Linked DNA regions of Sus scrofa: region 2 is linked to region 1. A link is a contact called in public Hi-C data. All regions are on one chromosome and are shown on one strand. The core of a region is the stretch at or near the end of the contact, and the rest is flanking DNA. Distances in the headings are between cores, read along the strand shown. Region 1 has its middle 110 kb from the start of N6AMT1. Region 2 overlaps LTN1 (E3 ubiquitin-protein ligase listerin).

What was found. Hi-C and Micro-C count contacts between places; a contact is called where the count stands out from the background.
Region 2: a Hi-C map of retroperitoneal adipose tissue shows a contact between it and region 1, with 2.5 times the contacts expected there. The contact joins two enhancer-like sites. A contact is called at or near these places in 9 of 47 Hi-C or Micro-C datasets (alveolar macrophages, embryonic fibroblasts, fetal heart ventricle and 5 more).

Annotation. Positions count from the first base shown.
Region 1 is chr13:192,132,137-192,137,967 of Sscrofa11.1, forward strand. No RefSeq gene overlaps it. Among named protein-coding and RNA genes, the nearest start is that of N6AMT1, 110 kb to the right of the region's middle. Within about 2 kb of position 3,320, at least 12 of the 83 cell types and tissues checked have an H3K27ac peak or open chromatin away from gene starts, as enhancers often do.
Region 2 is chr13:192,304,241-192,310,071 of Sscrofa11.1, forward strand. LTN1 (E3 ubiquitin-protein ligase listerin) reads right to left here. Exons shown (of 30, transcript XM_013982552.2): 25 at 4,216-4,402. Among named protein-coding and RNA genes, the nearest start is that of LTN1, 52 kb to the right of the region's middle. Within about 2 kb of position 3,216, at least 5 of the 83 cell types and tissues checked have an H3K27ac peak or open chromatin away from gene starts, as enhancers often do.

The DNA.
Region 1 (5,831 bases), core at 2,070-4,569:
ACATTGAAAGACAAACATCATATGATATCACTTATATGTGGAATCTTTAAAAAAAGGACACAAATGAACTTATTTGTAGAACAGAAACAGACTCACAGACTTTAAAATCAAACTTGTGGTTACCAAAGGGGACGGGTAGGGGCACGGATGGACTGGGGGGTTGGGATTGGCATATGTACACTGAGGCATATGGAATGATTGGCCAATGGGGACCTGCTGTATAGCACAGAGAACTCTACCCAATATGCTGTGATAATCTATGTGAGAAAAGAATCTGAAAAAGAATGAATGTGTGTATATTTCTAACTGAATCACTTTGTTGTACAATAGAGATTGTCACAACATTGTAAATCAACTATACTTCAATAAAACTTTAAAAAATAAAAAAGTTTCAAAAAAAGATTTCAACAGAAAATTTTGAAGCCAATTTTTAATGTCTATGTTCTGTTTAGAACCACCATGAGCAAAAATTTTGTTTAAAAAAAAACAAAAACTGGGAGTTCCTGTCGTGGCGCAGTGGTTAACGAATCCGACTAGGAACCATGAGGTTGCGGGTTCGGTCCCTGGCCTTGCTCAGTGGGTTAACCATCCGGCGTTGCCGTGAGCTGTGGTGTAGGTTGCAGACGCGGCTCGGATCCTGCGTGGCTGTGGCTCTGGCGTAGGCCGGGGGCTGCAGCTCTGATTCGACCCCTAGCCTGGGAACCTCCATATGCCGCGGGAGCGGCCCAAGAAATAGCAAAAAAGACCAAATAAATAAATAAATAAATAAATAAATAAATTTACTGGATCTTAAGTGAGAACCAAAGCTGAAAAAAAAAAAAAAAAAAAAACTTTAGTTCGCAGATAGGGTATAGGAAAGTAATAAATAGGACAGAATATAAAACCCTTTAAATCTAAAAACAGTTGGATTCATCTGACATCTTGTTTGTAAAATGAGTCCCGCTCAATTTTTTCTAACCTCTAAAATTAGATTGTTGAATGAAACTTTCCACAGAAAAGAAACTCATGGGGAGTTCCTTTCGTGGTGCAGCAGAAGCAAATCCGACTAGAATCCATGAGGCTGCATGTTCCATCCCCGACCTCACTCAGGGGTGGGGAAACTGGCATTGCTGTGATGTGTAGGTTGCAGATGAAACTTGTGTCCCACAGTTGCTATGGCTATGCAGTAGGCTGGCAGCTGCAGCTCCAATTTGACCACGAGTCTGGAAACTTCCATATGCCTCGGGTGCAGCAGCCCTAAAAAGCAAAAAAAAAAAAAAAAAAAAGAAAGAAAAGAAACTCACAGCCTTGAAGAACAGAGCTGTGGTTGCCAAGGAGGAGGAGAAGGGAGTGGAATGAACTAGGAGTTTGGGCTTAATATGTGCAAACTACTGCATTTGGAGTGGATAAGCAATGAGATCCTGCTGTATAACACAGGGAACTATTATCTAGTCACTTGTGATGGAAGGATATATGTATATGTATGGCTGGGTCACTTTGCTGTACAGTAGAAATTGACAGAACACTATAAATCAACTATAATGGAAAAAATTAAAATCTTTAAAAATTTTTAAAAATAAAATAAAATTAGATTGTTGCATTTAAGTGCTGAAACCAATTTTTAATCTACATTTTCTCAGCTCCTATTTGCTGGTAAATAGGCTAGGCCCAGAAGTCTATTCTTACAGGGCTGAAAGAAATATAATTTGAAATACCTGAGAGTACTATCACCAGTCTGGTTATCTGGGTTAACTTGACAACCAGGAATGAATCCCCTGTGTCTGTGACAATTAAAAAGACCAAAAAACAGCTGCTTTTTCAGTAAATAAACACCACCACCACCTTACATTCTCTAGCGCTTTCTACTTTTCACCTTCCTCTTAGATTTATTGTCTTCAACATAACTCAGAGCTGGCCTCATGGCTTTCCTCTCTCTCCTCTTCCCATCGGAGGAAGAAATGTGATGCAGTGACTTGCCTGTGGACACACGGCTGCTTAAGGACCAAGTGGAATGGAATCTTATTGTCCCCACAGCTACTCCAGGATACTGTGTGTGCTGACTCTCTATCCCAGCCAGGGAGCCTCTGTCCTTAGATGGAATAGATGCACTCAGGATCATGGAAGCATGCATGTCTAATTGCAACACTTTCTTTTTTTGATAGAAGAAAATATGTAGCTATATTGCAAGAATAACAATTTTCTAGACATGTTCGCAGACAGGACCATCCCTCTGTCACAGCACACTGAGCCAGGAGAGGCCAGGACGTCTGGGGCCGGTGTTGCCAGACATCTCTGTAAGGGATCCCAAACTTCACTGCTGTGGTTGGCCTCTGAATGGTCATCACCACAGCCTCACTTCCACAGAATAACTTCAGAACTTAACAGTAATGATTCTTCAGGCTTAAGAGGTAAAAAGTGCCAGGAGAGGGCTCATATGTTTCCAGAATTGCTAGTGTCCTGAATCATAAAAGTGTGTGCATGGAGTTCCCTGGTGGCCTAGCCCCTTAAGGATTCAGAGTTGTCACTGCTGTGGCTCAGGTTCGACCCCTGGCCCAGGAACTTCCTCATGCTATGGGCATAGGCAAAAAAAAAAAAAATTGTGTGTTTTTCGACATGTGGCCAGAATAGACTGTCTGGCCTCTCCCAGGGTCCTCCTCGTCCCACGGGGCCCTGATGAGAGCAGAAGGGTTAACATTCTCAGCAGCACCAGAGAAAGGGTACAATGGGTGTCATCCTGGACCCTAACAGGGAAACAGTGTCCCGTAATGTGTAAATTCCATGGTACCTTTTAAGGCAGGTGATCTGAATTCTCAGCAGTACTTCCTCCCTGGAGGTAACCACTCACAATTCTCATAGAGTTAACTATGGAATGTAAAAAGAAACACTTTTCATAAAACAACACTATTTTGGAAATAGAATTTATTCTTCTGAGTCTTATAAAATCCTTTCCTATAACCTACTCAACTAGTATTTTTACCTAGACAGAGATTCAGTGTGCACACACACACACACACCACACACACACGCTGTCCTGCTCTCTCTTTTCTGGGATACTTCTCCATCTAAAAAAGGCAGTGGAATCACAGAAGTTACTAAATATACTCTGATGTTTTTCTGGAGCACAAAAATAAAATAGCATTTTCTTTTTATTTTTAGATAAAAGATAGTATTTTTTTTTTCAGAAAGAAAGAATAGACCTCTTGGATTTTTATCTGGAATTTTCTAAGATCATCTAGGACATGTTTGGATGGAGTGTATTCACGTCCATTTCTACTAATCCCACACCAGAGGTTCTAAACCAGCTTGAGCTTCCACTGGCACCAACACCAGAGCAGCCCAAGGTCCCCTTCACTCAGTTGATGTGTAACCTTACGCATCCACGACCTCACAGGGCACCTGACCCTCACACGCAAATGTTATTTCCTGAAATGAAGAAATGAATGGAAATTCACTTGGCACCAGCAGCCCGTCATTCCTCCAGTAGCAAAGATCAACTGCATCTGAGGAAGTTCTGGTGAACCAATCAAAAGCGGGGGCTTTGTTTCTGAACTTGGCAGAGCCTGTCTCATGCCTTGTAAATGTCAACGTGTGTACGTGTGAGCATCTGACATTACTCTGCAGCACATACCAAAGGCCAAGAATTTGGCAGAGCTGAGCTGATTAGAATGCCTAAAAATATTCCCCTTTATCAAAATCCATTCTGATGCCTTTTAGCATGTGGACAAAATGCTAGGGCAGCAGGATCTTTAGGAAGCATAAATTCTGAGAGGCTTTCCAAACATCCAAAACGACACAGCCTCATTGTGTAAGACGTAACCCTTCAACTTAAGTTCTTGCTTGTCTATTTTTAGCCCAACAGATTTTTTTGGTTTTGGGGTTTTTTTTTTGTTTTTTTGTTTTGGGGGTTTGTTTTTTTGTTGTTTTTTTTTTGTTTGTTGTTGTTTTTGTTGTTTTTTTTTTGGTAAACCATGTAAGGCAATGCTGTCTTGTTTATAAACATTTAGAAAATGTAATCTAATTTAGTTCAACAAATAGCTATGAAGAACCCATGATAAGCAAGGCACTTTCTTGGGCTCCATGGGAAAAATCAGGACAAACAGATAATTGTCCAAACTTTGAATTTGCCTGCAAGGTAGCAAAAGCTGAGCCCTTTCCTGGGAATGAGCTGTTCTTGGGCCAGCAAACCGTGATAGATGCTTAGAAGAGTTATAAACCAAGAGCAAGGGAAGAAGATGCAAGGGAAAGACTAATTTTGCTGGAAAGGACTGACAATGGCTTCTTGGAAATGGTGGCATTTTGATCTGTATCTTTTTTTTTTTCCTTTGGAAGTTCCTAGTCCAGGATCAAACCCTTGCCTCAGTAGCAGCCTGCCCACAGCTGGGACAGCACCGTATCTTGCACCACAAGGGAACTTCCTGATCTGGGTCTTTAAGAGTAGGGAGAATTGGAGTTCCCATCGTGGCTCAGTGGTTAATGAATCCGACTAGAAACCATGAGGTTGCGGGTTCAATCCCTGGCCTTGCTCAGTGGGTTAAGGATCCAGCATTGCCATGAGCTGTGGTGTAGGTCGCAGACTCAGCTCAGATCCAGCTCTGGAGTAGGCTGGCAGCTACAGCTCCAATTAGACCCCTAGCTTGGGAACCTCCATATGCCGCAGGAGCGGCCCTAGAAAGGCAGAGACAAAAAAAAAAAAAAAAGAGTGGGGAGAGTTACCCAGCCAGAGCTGGGGAAGTGCTCTAGGCAGAAGGAAAAACATGAGTGTGTACATATGGAAAGCACAGGGCATTAGAAAAATTAGTGTGAAATCTTCAAGTGTCTTCCTTATCACAAATGATAATGTTTTCCAAAATGAGAGGGCTCGTGGCACCAGAATCATAGCTCCCACAATCTCTCCAGTCAAGAAAATCTACTACAGCAGTTCCTGTCCTGTCACAGTGGAAACAAACATGACTAGCATCACGAGGATGCAGGTTCGATCCCTGGCTCACTAGTGGGTTAAGAATCTGGCATTGCTGTGAGCTGTGGTGTAGGCCAGTGGCTACAGCTCCTATTCGACCCCTAGCCTTAGCCTGGGAACCTCCACATGTCATGGGTGTGGCCCTAAAAAATAAAATTTAAAAAAATCAAAAAGACCAAAAAAAAATGTACTACATTGGATCGTCTCTAAACAAGAGGGACAATATCACTTCTGCAAAATGACCAATAGCACAAGAGTGATGATTTATATTGGAGGTTAACAAGGCTGAAGAACTGGCTGGCATTTGCATGTCCACACAAATGTATATATCTGTACATTTCATTCTAGGCACTTTGCTTCACAGTGATTCTTTCTTTTTCAGCAATCCAAATACTCAGGGTCCTAGATTTTAGGTATCTCACACCCAAAGGAGATTTTCCAAAAAGCTGCAACTCATGGTTTCAACCATGTTCTCACCATGGAGTTCAGGTGTGTAAATCTGAGAGGTGTAATATTGCAAGTGGTCAGAGATTTGAAAGACTTTGCTCAGGAATTACTTATGTTCTTACCTGTAAAATGATTCTACCCAGCACTTACAAGGAGAATGAATTGCCAAGCTCTGACCCTACCACACAGAAGTCACTGTGAAGGATTATGCCATAGTCAATGCACAAGCAGTTACTCAAGACCCAGTGTCTGTACACATATGAGATGATGAAATCATGTCTTGAAGATAGTTAATAAGACTTAAATAAGAAGAATGTGCTTTCTAGATCAATGACTTTTTTTCTTTTCTTTTTTTCTTTCTTTTCCCTATGCACCTGCAGCATATGGAAGTTGCCAGGCTAGAAGTTGAATAGGAGTTGCAGCTGCAGGCCTACGCCACAGCCACAGC
Region 2 (5,831 bases), core at 1,966-4,465, 170 kb after region 1:
AGCTACAGCAACACAGGATCAGAGCTGCATCTGTGACCTACACCACAGCTCACGGCAACGCCGGATCCTTAACCCACTGAGCGAGGCCAGGGATCAAACCTGTGTCCTCATGGATGCTAGTCAGGTTCGTTTTCACTGAGCCACAATGGGAACTCCTGGTTTATTTTTTTAAAATAGGAAAATCTAGCACCACTGGGTGCACCATAGTTATCTGTATGAGGCATGTACTTTAAGATCATTCTCAACAATAATAATTTTCAGGTGTTCCCATTGTGGCCTAGCAGGTTAAGAGTCTGACTAGCATCCATGAGGATGTAGGTTCAATTCCAGACCTTGCTCAGTGGGTTAAGGATCCGGCTTTTTCACAAGCTTTGGCACAGGTCACAGACATCGCTCAGATCTTGAGTTATAAAGACAAAGGCAGGATTCCTGTGTGGCAGGTGGAAACGCACCCGACTAGGAACCATGAGGTTTCGGGTTCAATCCCTGGCCTCACTCAGTGGGTTAAGGATCCGGCGTTGCCATGAGCCGTGGTGTAGGCCACAGATGCGGCATTACTGTGGCTGTGGCCAGCAGCTGTAGCTCTGATTGAACCCTTAGCCTGGGAACCCCACATGCTGTGGGTGTGGCCCTAAAAAGACAAAAAAGACAATAAATAAATAAAGACAAAGAGTAAAAATAAAAATTAAAAAATATTAAGTTTTCATTTGTTCACATTTACTTTGCAGCTCCTTGGTATTTGTACCTGTTTTAAAATTATTTCTTTCACTATATCACATGTACCTCCGTAGTACAAAGACACCATTTTCTGAACACAATCAATGCTAAAACACTAAGATCAAGCCATAGGATTTGGAACTGATTCTTTAAAAACTGATCAAAGAACCTTTACAATGGAGAAGTCTAGCACTACCTTTACCAAGTAATAAAAACTAACCTCTCCAACAGAAGGATACATGACATTCTGTGCTCCTGAAGTGATACACTGAAAACACATCACCACTGTGCAGCAAATACTCTTACTGAAAAGTAACCAGAATCTAATCATGAGGAAACTATCAGCCAAATCCAGATTATAAAACAGTCTACAAAATAACAGACATGGTAAATGACAAGAAAGTAGAGGAATTATACATTAAAGAAATATGACAGAGAGGAGTTCCCCTCACGGCTCAGTGGAAATGAATCTGACTAGTATCCAAGAGGATGCAGGTTCACTCCCTGGCCTCACTCAATGGGTTAAGGATCCAGCATTGCCGTGAGCCGTGGTGTATAGGTCATAGACACAGCTCGGTGCCACACTGCTGTGACTGCGGTGCAGACTGGTAGCTACAGCATCGATTAGACCCCTAGACTGGGAACCTCCAAATGCCAGGGGTGCAGCCCTAAAAAGACAAAAAAAAAGAAATATGACAGACAAATGTAAACATGATTCTTGACTGAATCCTCAATAGAGAAGGAAAAATAACTTATAAAGGACATTACTGGGACAACCGGGAAAATTTAAATACAAAGTAGATAATATTTAAATACCAATAGATAATATTATCACACCAAAATTAAATTTGAGTGTAATAATTACATTTATGTTGAAACATGCCCTTTTTTTTAGAAGATATATGTTTAAATACTTTAAGTAAAGCATCATGATATCTGTTGTTCATCTTCTCTGTAAATATGAGTATTTTTCAAAATAAAAAGTTGGAAGGAAAATGAATTTTTTTAAAAAATGATCACATATATCAATAGGCTTTTAAAAACACATGTCGGAGTTCCGTCGTGGCGCAGTGGTTAACAAATCTGACCAGGACCATGAGGTTTCGGGTTTGGTCCCTGCCCTTGCTCAGTGGGTTAACGATCCGGCATTGCCATGAGCTGTGGTGTAGGTTGCAGACGAGGCTCGGACCCCACGTTGCTGTGGCTCTGATGTAGGCCGGCAGCTACAGCTCCGATTCAACCCCTAGCCTGGGAACTTCCATGTGCCGCAGGAGCGGCCCAAGAAATAGCAAAAAAGGACAAAAATAAATAAATAAATAAATAAATAAATAAAAACACATGTCTATTGCCCAGTAGTCCCACTCTTAGGTATCCAATACAAGATAAATGAAAATATATGTCCACACAAAAATGTATGCACCAATGTTCACAACGGCTTCCTGCACAATAGGCAAACACTAGAAACAACGTAATGTCCACGGATGAATGGATAAACAAACTGTGGTAGTCATACAACGGACTATTACTCAGACATTAGAAGAGGAATGCCATACTGATATAGGCTCCACTATGACTGAATCTTGAAAACATTACGCTACATGAAATAAACCAGACACAAAAGGCCATGTATGTGAAAGGTCCACCACTGGCAAATCCACTGAGACAGAAAATAGAAAGTGGTTGTCAGCGGATGGGAGGTCGGAGAGGAAATGGGAAGTGACTATAATGGGTAAGGGCTTTTTTTGGGTGGGGGTGTTAAAAAGTTAGTTCTAAAATTAGTGGTAATAGTTGTACAATTCTGTGACTATAGAAGCACCAAACTGTACACATTAAATAAGTAAAATTGATATGTGAAATATACCTCAGTAAAACTATAAAACAGAGAGTTTTGTTTCCAATTTAATCTGATTTACTAGTTTTTTTTTTTTTTTTTTTTTTTAAGAAAGTCAAAAAGGACTCAGATTAAGGACCAAAGATTTTTTGAAAATTCTCAGTTTGTTTTAGGATTACTCTAATTAGTATTATTTACTGGGTTACTTCGTTTATATGTTCAAGGCTCAATAAATTCTTCTGTTGTGTGGTCATGTTCCTAATTTCTGAATAAAAGATAAGAACATTCTTGAACATAAAAATCTCCATTTGCTGCAACTTTTAAAAGATCAACAATATTTTAAGAAATGAACATAAAAATTCAACAAGGAACTCCTGAAATATACCACCAGCAAATTAAAACTACCTGAAATCACAAACATAAGAGGTAGGCTTGAAAAGAAGTAAAATAATTTTTTAACATCTAGTTCAGTATTGCCTGTGATTTGACTTCCCCCTTAGATAAACAAATGCAAAAATGCATATGTTTATCTATTTATACCAAGGTATGGGTAATTAGGAACAACATAAATTATAACTTAAAGATTCTGAAAAATCGCATTGGAAATGAGCGTCATCACATTCGGTCCCACTTTAAAAACAAATCAATTAAGTCTTTTTGTATTAACCTGTCAAAGAAGCCACCTACTTAATAAACTGATTCAATCAGAGTTATCAAATCCAACTAGGAATCATGAGGTTGAGGGTTCAATCCCTGGTCTTGCTCAGTGGGCTAAGGATCTGGCATTGCCGTGAGCTGTGGCGTAGGTCACAGACCTGGCTCAGATCCCACATTGCTGTGGCTGTGGCATAGGCCAGCAGCTGTAGCTCCAATTCGACCCTAGTCTGGGAATCTCCATATGCCATGGGTGTGGCCCTAAAAAGCAAAAAAATAAATAAATAAAAATAAATAAATAAATAAACTGATTCAATCAATGTTTGAAACTTTTTAAAGTGAGGATATGTCTAAAAGAATTTTTTAAAATAGAGTAGATTTTTCCAGCTTCCTTCCTGGACGATGACGTCTTTCTTTTAAACATGAGACAACAGAGACATCTAGTGGCTGCCAAAATAATTTGAGCAAAATAATTACTATGGGGTATTTTCATTATTTAGCAGTAACAGTCTGAACTACATGTTAACATCTCATAGATCTTTTTCTAAACGCTGATCTTCAAGTAAGGTAAATTTCCAATAATGAATTAAGTGACATCTCCACAAGAGTCAGAAGCTGACCAAAGGGGTTAAACAAAAAATAGCAAGATCCAATTCTCTGGAAACTATTACTATGGGAACACAAAATTAAATCATAGAAATCTGGTTTACTACAATAAAAGGACTTGGTGGCTACATTCAGTTAGAATAAAAATAGATCCAAGCACATTAGAGAGGTTAAATTACTTTGCAAAAAGTGTGTGTGTGTGTGTGTGTGTGTAAAAAACTGGAAGGGTAAGGAAGCAGAGACAGAAATAAACTTAGGAGAATGTCTTAAATTATCCAGATACAATTAGATTAAAATGTGAGGCAGTTCTCCCTTTCTTTCCAAAAGGAGGGGAAGGAAGAGGTTTAGGACAATAACAGAAACACATACAGGACAGAACGGTCAAACACTGTCTCATATTCATTTACCTGAGACGAAGCAGCTTTGAAGAAAGTAAGTATTAATTTCCAAGTGAGGAGGTATCCCAGAACATAGCAGAAGTCTTCACTCAGAGGCTTAATAGTAACTATCTGTCCAACAGGAATACACCCCAAGACATTTTCTAGTAAGTCTTCTTGAGTACTAAGAAGAGACATCAGTGCTGCTGGTGGTGACCTAAGAATCGATGATTAAACATCACATAACTCATCCCTTAACAAAACTGACAGCATATATAATTTTGCACATTTTAGAAAAATCTTTCTCTATTTTCCAAAAACCACTTTAAATGCTCCCCCTCCCCTTCGCCTGCTTTTTGGCCGGTGGAAGTTCCTGGCCAGGGATTGAAACTGAGCCACAGCAGTGATCCAAGCTGCTGCAGTGACAACACCAGATCCTTAACCTGCTGCACCACAGGGGAACTTCCAAAAGTCCCCCGTTATAGATTCAATATGACTCCTAATTACACATTAAGGCAATTACAGAATCTGAAAGGCATTAAGCTATATAAACATATATTTTCCTATTTTAAATACATAAACATATAAAATATAAAATTGTATACTGTAAAACATGCTATAAAATAGGGACTCTGGCACTTAGCAGCACTTAAAGGAAAGAATACTTTTTTTTTTTTTTTTTTTGGTCTTTTTTGGGCCGAACCCACGGCATATGGAGGTTCCCAGGCTAGGGGTCCAATCAGAGCTATAGCCGCTGGCCTATGCCAGAGCCACAGCAACGCCAGATCTGAGCCACGTCTATGACCTACACCACAGCTCACGGTGACACTGGATCCTTAACCCACTGAGCGAGGCCAGGGATCGAACCTGAGTCTTCATGGATGCTAGTCAGGTTCGTTAACCGCTGAATCATGACAGGAACTCCAAGAATCCTTTTAGAAAATATACATCTCAATCTTCTGCTTTACAGATGAAAAAAAAATTCACACATCCAAAGAGGCTAAATGATTATTAGTCTGAAGTTCCCTGGCTGACAGTCAGGGGAATGATTAGGGTTAACAAATCCTACCAGGTCCTTTATTACCCTACAAAGGGTGAAAAGATCGTTAAGACTATGTGTCTGTTCAGTAAATTTAACATTCAAATTAATTAATGACATGAGTTAATTTTTTTTAACTGAAGAACTTACTGCATTCATTAATACTTTCAGATGAACTAATGAGATTCTCAAAAAGAGAAATATTTGCACATATCTCCCGTAAATTCTCTTCTCCATGATCTTCTAGCTTGGTTCTCTCCTTTCACCTCTGTGATCTGTGTCCCTTTATGGCTTCCTACTATCAGCCCATGAACAAAAGTCTTCTTCAAGCTTCTGCCCTAAAGTTTTTGTTTGTTAGTTTGTTTTGTCTTTTGTCTTTTTAGGGCTGCACCCACTGCATATGGAGGTCCCCAGGCTAGGGGTCTAATCGGAGCTACCGCTGCTGGCCTATGCCATAGCCACAGACACGCCAGATCCAAGCCGCGACTATGACCTACACCACAGCTCACCAGATCCTTAACTCATGCCCTAAGTCTTTACCTTCAAAATCACTATCTCATTACCAACCCTTCTCTCGATCCCATACCAAGAGTCACTAGAGTCTATA